Linked DNA regions of Salmo salar: region 1 is linked to region 2. The links are chromatin contacts, called in public Hi-C maps. All regions are on one chromosome and are shown on one strand. The core of a region is the stretch at or near the end of the contact, and the rest is flanking DNA. Distances in the headings are between cores, read along the strand shown.

Evidence for each region. A called contact is a pair of places that touch in the nucleus more often than the background predicts.
Region 1: a Hi-C map of gill shows a contact between it and region 2, with 1.7 times the contacts expected there. The contact joins the enhancer-like site here to the promoter of LOC106587137 in region 2. A contact is called at or near these places in 2 of 3 Hi-C or Micro-C datasets (blood and gill).

Annotation. Positions count from the first base shown.
Region 1 is chrssa26:10,933,612-10,939,452 of Ssal_v3.1, reverse strand. No RefSeq gene overlaps it. Among protein-coding and RNA genes, the nearest start is that of LOC106587137, 44 kb to the right of the region's middle. Within about 2 kb of position 2,177, at least 6 of the 13 cell types and tissues checked have an H3K27ac peak or open chromatin away from gene starts, as enhancers often do. A contact at or near this core is called in gill, where this site is marked.
Region 2 is chrssa26:10,887,388-10,893,777 of Ssal_v3.1, reverse strand. LOC106587137 (G1/S-specific cyclin-D1) reads left to right here and starts at 1,714. Exons shown (of 5, transcript XM_014175183.2): 1 at 1,714-2,231; 2 at 3,616-3,831; 3 at 4,286-4,445; 4 at 5,571-5,719; 5 at 5,861-6,390. The coding sequence starts at 2,034. The coding sequence ends at 6,016.

The sequences.
Region 1 (5,841 bases), core at 928-3,427, 45 kb before region 2:
CCCCCCCCCCCCCCCCCGGCCAAACCCTCCCCTAGCCCTGACAATGCTGGGCCAATTGTGCGCCGCCCTATGGCACTCCCCGATCACGGCCGGTTGTGACACAGCCTGGGAACAAACCAGGGTCTTGTGGTGACGCCTCTAACAGTGCCTTAGACCGCTGTGCCACTCGGGATGCCTCAAAGAGGATAATATATTTGGGAAGTGATTTTGGTAACACTTTATTTGGATAGTCCATCTACAGACTATCAGTAACATTTCAAATACTGTAACTATCTACTAACCCTAGCTCTTATCCTAACCTTAAACCTTATCCAAATCCTAAACTTAACCCTTACCCTAACCCGTATTCTAAACCTGACCTTAACCGTAACCTTAGCAAGCAGTTGCTTAACAGCAGATAGTTTGTTGATAGTATGACCATCTTTAGAGCATCTACAGATGGAAAATCCGGACGATCCAAATAAAGTGTGACCCTGATTTATTTATCCATACACCACCACTCATTCAGAATAGGCCATGGAGGGAGCCTGTTTTAGATATCCGCTTACAACGCAGGAGTAGAAAAAAACCAGCAACAAAGCAAACAGCTTTGAAACGACATGCAGGTGCCTCATGAAACAGTACCGCAACTACAACTACAACACGAAAAACAACACTAATTAAAGTGAATTAAAGGTATAGGGGAGGCAAAGACAAAAACAGTATATGTTTGCATAATGGGTATGGTAAACTATCAAAGCAAGTGTCTAAATATGTCAACCTCCACATCTGTAGTTATATTTTCCTTAATCCCTACATATTCCTTTTAAGAAGCTTGTTCTTCAATAGTTGTTGCACGTACAGTATCAAGAAACATGTACACCCATTGCCAACTGTGAAAGCTGTTTCTTATCAATGAAGCAAGGAGCAGCCCAATTTTTTCCAAGGGTGTTAATAAGATTAGTCTTGATACCCTGTTTCTGCTGAATTTAGGTGGGCCTGTAACTGAAGCAGATATTGAGAAATGCACTGTCATTGTTAACACTCCCATCCACAACCTACAAGGGAGTAGAAAAATTGTTGAGGGTTTTCAAATTGTTAAAGAGCAACTGAACCAAAAAAAAGACTTCTCTGGTTGACAAAGGCTGTGGTTGTGGTCATTAACATTAATTCTAGTCCCACAATTTACTAAAAAGTGTAAGTAGGATAACTTTGGTCATAAATTCAGTATTTTCCAAAACTAATATTTGCGAGATTTGGATATTGAATATTTGAGGGTTGGGTTTGGGTTTCAATCATGCCCACATGTCCACTAACACGGGACAGCGTTTGAACCGGTTACAACAGTTACATTTCATAAAGAGGAGGGGAAAAAAACAAGGCGCAATCAGTGAGTTCAACCCTGCTTTAAGCTTGACAGAAAGTTTCCCAGCATTTATAACTTCGAAAGATCATCCACAGTGCTGATCTAACACATATGAAAAATCTCTTGCTCAAAATATATATGTTTAACATTCATTTACATGATGACTCATCAACACAATAAAGGCTACCTAAGGCTCATCGTGGAGTTTTCATCCGACTTTTTGTTTGTTTTCTCAAAATGAGAGTGCACCTCTCAGACAGGAAGAACCTGACATAAAGCATAAACCGATCTAAGGGAAATAATACAGAGTGTCTGGTCTGACAAATCCTCCCTTCCACCTCAATGCCTTCTTTCCTCTACCTTCCATTCTGCTAAATCCACCTTCTATCCCTACTGTCCTCCCCCATGTGCCAGCTGCTGTAATATCACTGCACCAGCCCTTTTCCTTTGCGAGGTTTCCGCCCAGCAAAACCTGTATGCCGACCCCATGCGAAGAGCGGAATTTATGGCCATTGAACTGCTTTTTCCTGTCATGCCAACAGAAACCTTCAGAGGCAGAGAAGGAGACTTGTGGGACTGGCTACAGCCAACCGCACATTCTCTCAAGAAAGACACTCTTCCACAACTAAGCTGGCAAGTGAAACTTTAAAGAAAAATGAAAGCGAGAGGTGAGGAAAAGGCAGTAATTGAATGGAGGACGGTCTCTTCTCGGTTATCTATTAAAAGCAGGCAGCAGTATATCTGAAAGAGCAGAGGCTTTTGCACACTGTGTAGACACTATCCCTCCTTGTGATTGGGTGTCAGCCCAGCCAATAGGCAGGCCCCACTCTGCAGCCATTCATGAAAATCCAGAAGCACATAGTGACTAAGTGAGAGCACAGGAAGTACAGTGAATGTGGCGGCTATCATATCCCAGCACACCTTCCTCCGCAGGCATCTCATTCAACCCGCAAGGTTTCACTTCCTACTGTCCCTTGCCTAAATCGTAGTTCTTTATTAAGCGATAGAGCACTAGCCGATGTATGAACTCAAGAGTCTCAAGACTCTCTTTCTCTCTTTATTGACGTCATCTAATCGTTGAGGTCTTTGAGGAATTCACATGGCCTTATAGCGTTGCGTCTCTAAAGATATTCAGGCTATTGAGTTGGGAATTTGACTCATGTCTCTAGCTGCACAACATCCCTGTTCCTCAAAAGCCTTGTCGGTTTTCTAGACAGCCAGGGTATGCTCATGGGAGGGAGAAAGGAAATGGGCTTGAAATGTAAGGATTAGTCAGTGTGTCTCCCTTATTTGCACTTTCCTTTCAACATACTGTATATACATTTAATTCTTTACTAATGGTCTGAGCTCAGAAAAACACCCACAGTGAATTTCCTCAATTGTTTTCACTCTTACACCTGCCACTCACATGTCTTTTCCTAAAATCGTAAAAGACATCTGTCCATAATCTAAATCTAAGATTTCCCATAAGGGTTTAGGATTAGTTGCACAACACTGGCAAAACACAACAAACAACATATTTGAGACTGGATTTTGAATTCAATAGTTGTCTTTTGGGCGATTACGTTGCAGTGTGGCAGAGCAGGTTAGCATTTGTCTTCTTTTAATTCCTTGAAGGAATGAACTGCCATAGGACTGTATAACCCTGACCCTACGTAACCCCCTTACCCTAACACCTTGTGAATAGACTGTTAAAGAAGCATTGTATTTGCTGTTTGATTGCAGAGCAATTTCACCGAAAATTAGATTCCTTACTAAATGAATGAACTGGTCATTGTGGTCCAGTCGGCTGACCCTTTTAGACATTAATAGAAAGGCTTTTCTGTGACATAAAGAAATCAATTTTTGAATTTTTTTTGGTCAGAGCTTCCGTGCACTGAGAGGGCCCATGCTTCTTGAGTCACACAGTGTTTTTGTCTTGTTTATTTTCATTTCATTCTTCTAACAAGAGGCATTATTTGATGTCTCATATGACCCGTTGAGATCTGGAAACGCCTCTGAGACAATTTAACTTTCTTATCTTACAGTACAATGTATTTTCCCTGATTGCATGTTTCTTATTGTCTCTGCCGTTTCTTTGTCTGTTTATACTTTTCATTTGAGAAGTCCCCTTATTGTTTTTGTATCATTATATATTTTTTGTTCATTCTTTTCGTGGGGAAATCCTGTGTGCTGAATACAGCTGAATACATTGGGTTGTGAATGAGAGTGCGACAGATTGCTCAAGACCCTCCTCAAAAATGTGGTATGCCCAAATGTGAGTCATTGTCCCCCTTGAAAAGGCAGACAGAGGAGGTTTTGGGCCAGTTTCCTGTAGATACGATACTGCGTGTGGTATGTATTTGGTATGGGGTAGCGCAGAAGCAGTCTGGAGGATTGCATTATGTGGGGCTTGCTCTTTTGGCCCATCAAAATATTTGACATTCAACTGGCATCTAGCATTTAGTGGTGTCCTGTTAGAAAACAAGTGTCTGGCTCATGGGAGGTCCAGTTAGATGCGTTGAGCCTTACAATAAAAGTTCTGTTTTTCAATAACGGAGTTGACTCACAATGACCTTACAGCAGTCTGATTAAAGACACAACAAGTTTGTATGATAAGACTATGTCCAGTCAAAACAGTAGAAAATCTAATTATGTTTTTGTTTGCTTTGCAGCTTAGAATAGTGTAATGATTTGCTCCTGTTTACTCTCTCTGTCTCTGTCTCTTTCTGTCTGTCTCTCTCTCTCCCACACATGCACAGAGAGATAGAGAGAGAGAGAGAGAGAGAGAGAGAGAGAGAGAGAGAAAGAGAGCGACACAGACACAAAAAGGTACTATAACCTGCCCTTTGGACATTATGACACTAGTAGAGAGTCTAACATGTTGACATCTTGTCTACCTTGGTCTTCTGTGCAGAAACCAGTTTGATGACCTGCCCAGTAGTATATTTCTTTATACACTCCTAGAAAAAAGGGTTCCAAAAGGGTTCTTCGGCTGTCCCTATAAGATAACCCTTTCTGATTCCATGTAGAACCCTTTTTGGATTCAGGTAGAACCCTTTTGGGTGCCATGCAGAACCCTCTGTGGAAAGGGTTCTACATGGAACCACAAAGGGTTCTACCTGGAACTAAAAGGGTTCTACCTGGAACCAAAAAGGGTTCTCCTACATCGGGACTGCCTTTTAGGTTCTAGATAGCATCTTTTTTTTCTAAGAGTGTACTTTCCCTTGTAAGCAGCCTGATGATCTAATCTACGCTGCTTTATATTCAGTATAAAGACTGAGCTCAAAGGCAGCACTGCAGTCTGGAGCTGTAAACAATGCAGCCGCAGGATTTCATGAGCTCTGCCCCCTTTTGTGTCATAATTATCTGCAAACACCTCCAGATGGTGCAAATGCAGACACTCCGCAACCATTAAAAACCTCTAGTGTTGGTGTCTGAACATTAGCATCAAACCAGCCACCATATCCTTCCCATATGGAAACACGTCTAATAAACAAACGTGAACTTGATGTCAATACATGCCAAACAATGGCCAGTTCTTTCAGCTCTGCAGCGGGCTTGATGTTCTTTTATGAGCCTTTAAAGTGAGGGGCCGTTGCATTGTCTCAAATGAGATGCAGACGAGCAGAGATGCGGGTGTACGGAGGAGGCTGAACAGACTCACACAGTGTTCCGGTGTCCCTCACTGTTCAGACATAATCAAGCATAAGTGGATCAATAACCTCACTGGTCTTAATAGATGGTCTTACTGCATCTTCCAAGAATGGAGGGAACCCACCCGCCAGTCCACCCGCCTCCCTAACTCCCCGCTGCATACATCTAACACCTTACATCCAAAACCGCCCAAAATCTGCCTGCACCACCCATTCTCATCCGCCCAAGCCTTGTCCTTACTGAAACAAGTTCCCAGTTGTCTTCAGGGGAACACAGCTCCCTCTCCCTCCTCCCCTCAGTGCTCATTAGTGGGGGTGCATGGCATCCACCTGTCAGACTGTGTAACTGGAAGGAGGACAGAAGATGGAGGGACGGGGGACGGTGAGGGCATGTCTCAACTGGGACCTCTGCAGCACATGTCTGGGGGTCTGGGCTGTGGGGATCAGGACGGGGGGGGTCCTCTTAAAGGGTGGTTCCATTGAGGATGGGCCACAAACTGGCCTCAGCCAAACTGTCGGGGGGCGCACGGAGGTCTGCGGTTTGGACCCTTGTCTATTGTTCATGGAACTAGGCCAAGGCGCTGAGCTATCAAAATCAATTTGGCCTGTGGAATGGATTGGAGAACAGGGCAAGGCAGGGCTGGGGAAGGTAGGGGGAAGGTGGCTGATCACACTTGTTGATATGAGACATAAAACCAGCAGCATTAATCTGGAATGGATGAAGTTAGTGGAGTGGGGCATGTGCAGAGAATTATTATGTAACTACACTACCATCCACGTAGTCACTGTATGGACCTGTCTCAAAGTTGGACAATTGACTCAGTGTTTTTTTTTGTGATTATCATCATTATTATTTAGAAT
Region 2 (6,390 bases), core at 465-2,964:
AGATGGCTGTGGTAGAAAATACCCCACTGTAACTTTGCCATACCCTAAGTTTAGCTGTAGCCCCTGCAGAAAATATGTAGGGATTTTGGCACATGGTTTGCATAATGTTCTAAAAATATGAGAAGAGTTGAAAAGAGTGTAATAATGTGGAACTTGGGTGATAAGAATACTAGGCCAACCTTATAGGCCATATGGGTAATGATAAAAATCACAAAGAAGCTAACATCGATTTTGATTGAAAATAAGCTTAGTTTAAAAACGTGTAAAGGTGAATGAGTCACCCACATTCAGTCAGCAATAGCAAGTCTTGACAAAAAGAAAGCCTCTTTCGGGAGTTTTAGGAAGCTATTCAATAGCCTATGGAGAGGAATGTTAAGAATGCGAAAGCTCCTATTCCTCTTGATAAGACTGAGATTAAATGTTATTGCGACTCGTAGAACAATTATGACAAATCTGATTTGGACTATTCACAGAATTGATCCCTTATTTAGATCCTCTTCCACACAACAACAATTATATTGATATTCCGCTCCCATGACTTGCAACTGCTCTAAAGGCAAAAAAAACATACCTACCTTACTTTTCAAACTGTACTTTTTTGTTATTTTTAGAATGTTAGATAACAGAACAGTTCAACACGTTTTTATTTGGCCTACTGCCAATGGTATTTTAACCCATCACATTATTATCGGTAACTTTAATTTGAATACAACATTTCAACACTCTCACCAGAAGTGCTTGGTCGTCTTCTGCCTGGTAACAGCAATTCCTCCTATTGGTTTAGACTAATTTCGGTCTCCTCCCCAGTCAGAGAGAGAGAGAGAACTTGTGTGAGTGTAATATTTACTGTTCACTTTTTATTGTTCATTTCACTTTTGTTTATCCATTTCACTTGCTTTGGCAATGTAAACAAATGTTTTCCATGCCAATGAAGCCCCTTGAATTGAATTGAGAGAGATAAGAGAGGGGGGGGGTCACGTTTTTAAACTTTTATTTCAGTCACCACGTTATTCATCTTGTACATTACTATTTCCACACACACACAGCACTGTAAAGTGAGGTAGTGCACTTTTGTTGTGCCAAGTTTAATGCCGTAAAGTTAAACTGAAACCTGAAATCAATATTGATAATAGGCTAATTTGTCTAAATTATAGATGTTTATAATGAAATTATTATTAGGTTAGGCTTTAACGTAAACGACTTTGCACATCGTGTTTTAGTCTTGAAATATTCAATTGCCTGCCTTATTGAATGGCTCTGATAGTTTTATATGCTTTTTTACGGGTTTTGTGATGTATAGGTCTATTGAATATGCCTGCAATCTGAACAAGTATATGAATTGCTGCATAATGATTATGTTAAAGTGATTTAAAAAATACATCTCCCACTGTTAAATGTCTTTGTGTGTTAGAAGCTTGCCCATGTGCTCACCTCATGTTCGACTGGGTGACGAGAAGAGAAGCCGGAGCTATTCTCAGAGCTTGTTTTAACAAGGAGGTTTCATGAATGTGTCTATACCGCCCCCTATCAAAATTGAACCAATTCACATTAATCTCTGCATAACCAACTTCCCTATACCGACACTAGCCCTACATCCCTCCTCCCTCGAAACCCCACCACTCAGTGTACGTTCTCTTCACCCCCTCCTGACTCCCCGCTGTATAGGCTACGCCACCCAGAATACTGGGACCTCCCATTTCCATACCTATAGGAGTGGATAAGCAGCGATTGGAAGGACTTGGAAACTTTAGAGGGGTAGTTCTTTAGAGTTATCCTCCTCTCTCTATAGACTCCTTAGCTCCGCTCTCTCAGACTCGCTGTTGCTTTGATCTCCTCCTTAACAACAGTTAACGTCATCGCATAGCCCTCTGAAGGGGAGTTTTGTCTAGAAGGGTGAAGCGTTGGAGCTCTCAGAGGGCTTACACTGTAGGAGCAGCAAGCAGCATCCACGGAGCCTCACTCACTCTTAACAAGAAGCACACATTTTGACTATTTATTCAGCCCAGAAAACGCAAGCTACTACCGCAAAAGATATGGAACACCAGCTGTTGTGCTGTGAAGTGGAAACCATCAGAAGAGCTTACCAAGACGCCAACTTACTAAATGACCGAGTTCTACAGACAATGCTCAAAGCAGAGGAAAATTACCTTCCGTCTCCGAATTACTTCAAGTGTGTCCAGAAAGAAATAATACCTAAAATGAGGAAAATTGTGGCTACATGGATGTTAGAGGTGTGTACATTTATGATGCCTAGATGCATTGCTTAAACTTTTGTGTTCTAACACTAACCATGCCCTCTGGACGCAATGTATTGAATTGGTCGTTTTATGCATCGTACGTTTATTCTTTCCAAGCATGATCATTCATATTATGTAAACATACTGACATGTAGTGGGCTAATGCTTCATTTGTAACGGTTGTCCAAGTAGGCTAAAATAGATTTGGAACACTGTTGTAGCCTATTAGGCTATTTCCCAGGTATTGTGTGTGTTTATTAATTACAACACTTGCAATGTAGCTGCTCGATTCTTTTCTTTGTCGGGACTTAGGAAATGTATTTAGATTGAAAAAATGTTCCAAATTAATAGCAATGTACACGTATGCAGTCTTACTCTTGCCAGTATTATGCGCCATCTTTGTTGTCGTATGCGTAGGTTTTTAATATCATTAAAAATCTTTAATAATGTCGGCAATGACAGTAACTCAATCAGCAAGTCGAAAAGTATATCTTGGGTATGCACTTATAATCCTGTCGCACAGATAGCGAAAAATGATTATATAAAACCATAAAGTTTTGTTTCGGCTTACTTATCAGGCTGCTGTTCCTGCAGTTTCTGAAGGTCGCTCTGGAAACATGATCATTTTCACAAAAATGTTAAATAAGAATGCATTTTCAATGGTCGGATATGATACTATATCGATTAATCAACATTTACATGTAGTTAGAGATGGAGTCTTATGTTGACATACATTTTTTATTAATTTCAGAAATTGTGAGTCCGCACAAGATCTAAATGTCGCACGCTCCACGAGAAAGAGCGGTGTCCTGTAAATTAAATGGTTTTTATATGTTTACTATATGAAAATTCGACACATCTTAAAACTATCCGATAAGGTATACCATAAGGATCATTTACATGCTAATTTCACAAACCGGGACAATTTTTACATATTTTTTATTCTTTTTTGAAAAGATGACGAACTAGAAATTTCAGGGGAAAGTTGCATTGACGCCACCTTTGTGTCTTAGTAAGAAGCGACTGAAAACAGCCTAAATTCTCAACTATTTCAATTTCCGTTTTAATTAGGCTTAAGCAACTGTTTCAGTTTTTCGAAATGCATGATTTTATGTTAATTGCATTGGCAGACTATAGCCTACTTTGCGCCAGCTAAAGCCTATAATTAGGCCATAGCTATTGTATTAAGGACAGCCTTATGGAATGGAAGGATAATTTTTTTTTTTAAATGCGTAGTGTTGTCATTACAGTATTTCGTTTTCACTTATGGACAGGCCTATTTATTGGTATATACAATCGACCTGAATGCACTTATAGTCCTATATTAAAGGCTACTGTAATTTGGGGATATAGGCTAAATTGCTGTTTTCACTTCTAGGTCTGCGAGGAACAGAAATGCGAGGAGGAGGTTTTTCCCCTGGCTATGAACTACTTGGATAGATTTTTGTCTGTGGAGCCCACAAATAAAACCAGATTACAACTCCTGGGAGCTACTTGTATGTTTTTGGCCTCAAAGATGAAGGAAACGGTCCCTTTAACTGCAGAGAAGTTGTGCATTTACACCGACAACTCCATCCGGCCCAGCGATCTATTGGTAAATGAGCAATGTCAATCTTCTACATATACACTCTGTATATGGCTGTAGTTATAATCCATTTAATATCGGATAGGCAATTTTATTGAGCATTTCCATAGTAGGCTATCTCATAATGCAATGGTAGCATATAGGCATATGCCTACAGGTAGCCTACTACAATGCATCCAGTTTGTAGGCCTATTGGCTCTTAGTTTCTCTTCGACTGGATCTAAATCATTATTGCATAATTTTTTTGGTGTTCATTTCAAAGAAAGTTTGCATCAAAGAAAGAGTTTGGATTCTTGTACATTTCACATGATATCCTACAGCGGTTAGGCCAGTGTAGCGCAATGACATGACGAGGGCGACATCTCCCTCTAGTGGATAACGTAAAATGTAGAATCAATTATGTGAAGGCACTTGTGAAGTTCGATTGTCTCATTGCGCACGTCTTGTTTGTCTTTCTTTGTAGCAAATGGAACTACTGACTCTAAACAAGTTGAAGTGGGATCTAGCATCGGTAACACCTCACGATTTCATAGACCATTTCCTCTCCAAGCTACCAATCCATCAGAACACGAAGCAGATTCTGCGCAAGCATGCCCAGACATTCGTGGCTCTCTGTGCAACAGGTAGGCCCACACCGGAACCATTGTCTGTTTTAGTGTGAGCTTTTTCCTGTCGCTGCTCCATAACCACTTTTTCAGGGACCAATGGCTAAGATATGTGTTTCGATGCAAGATATAGATTTTTTTGTTAGCATTTTTACCACTTGTGAGGATACCTCTTCTTCCTTGAAAGCCCCCAAGTGGCCAATGGTCAATGTAAATGATTGGGGGTATGGGCTCTGGTGCAGGAATGTTTGAGTGTACAAGGCCTAACATGTTTTATGGAAGGTGTCTCAGTCACTGTGTAGTGTGGACAAGTAGAGGAGATACTGGAATGGAGTCAGTGCTATCTCTTTTCTCCAGATCAGTTTTATATGAGTATGAGTTTGCTTCTCACCAAGTTGGTTTGTTTGCGTGGTGTTTCTCCCCAAAGTCAGGGTTTACTCAGTAGATTTTGAATGAGTTGTCGCTGGGGTGTGTTTTAGGGCTATTGTGGAAAATGAAACCGGTTGTGCTGTTAATGCATTTATTTGTGAAATTATATCTACTGCATGCATTGGGGGGGGGGGGTCAGTTGGGGGATGGACACTCCTCTAGATTCATGGTCACCTTTCATGCACTTGGAGTAGGAAGTGGGGTGCTAACCTCTTCAGAGGAGATCAGCTCAATGGGGTTTAAAACTATAATTTATGTGGGGGAAACGGGTAGGAAGGAGTGGTATTTCCTTTCTTCTTGGAAAAAGTTTTGAAGTGGTGTGCTGGAAGTACTTTTGTACCTGTCCTATTTTTGTCGATGAGCTAGATGTATTGTTCTTGGAAGTCTGTGTGCATGAGCACCGGTGTCCTGTCAGTAGCCGGTCGTGAAATAAAGCACATTCAGAATATTGTGAGTGGAAAGGAGCAACAGGATTTCCATTGTCCCCTACAGTACCTCATTCTGCCACAGCCTAGAATGGCCTCCCTCACATACCCTCCATCTGCCGTGGTCTCTTTCTACCCCTGCGTACAGTACTTGATAGCTCTGCCTGTTTTATTTACCACATTAATCCTATTGAAAGCTCAGGTGTACCATTTGGACAATGATCTGTTTCAGATGTTTCGCTTTACAACTCAAGTACTTACCGTCTTTCTTATTTTGTCTTCCCTGTAGATGTCAAATTCATCGCCAACCCTCCCTCCATGATCGCAGCGGGCAGTGTGGCAGCAGCGGTCCAGGGGCTGTACCTAAAGAGCAAAGATGGTGCACTGTCATCCCAGAACCTAACTGACTTTCTGTCCCAAGTCATCAGGAGTGACCCGGTATGTCAAACACAGTTCTCCAGGCCTTTACATTGCACCACACACATGCTTGCGTTGACTATTTCTCACAAACCCTTTCGCTACTATTGTCTTTCAGGTATTTTGCTTCATTATGCTGACGGTATCTCTCTCTCCTCACAGGACTGCCTGAAGTCGTGTCAGGAACAGATTGAGTCTCTGCTTGAGTCTAGTCTGAGACAGGCACAGCAACATAATGTCTCCACAGAAACAAAAAGGGTAGAGGAGGATGTGGACCTGTCCTGCACCCCTACAGACGTGAGGGACATTAACATTTGAGTGGCATCCTCCCCATTTTTTTTGGAAATATTTTTGAGGCTCTGGCCTTACCAAGAGGCCATCTGGGAAAAGAGGACACCAGCGCACCCTCGAGTCGTCACCCTCTGAACACACTCTGGCAAACGCTAATGTGCCACACCTGTTACGGTGCCCCGGCCTGTATGGCCTCCCAGTGACGTGTGGCCGCCCTCAGCCAGGGCTGTCAAGAAAGGACTGAACACCTCACTTTTCTGAGACCATCAGTCATATTCCCTCTCACTCTCCCATCCTGTTTGGCTCAAGACATAGACAAGGATGATAGCAAAAATGAATTATTGTGAAAGATACACAACTATATGGATGAAACAAAAAAACATTATAGTTTATGTGCAAGA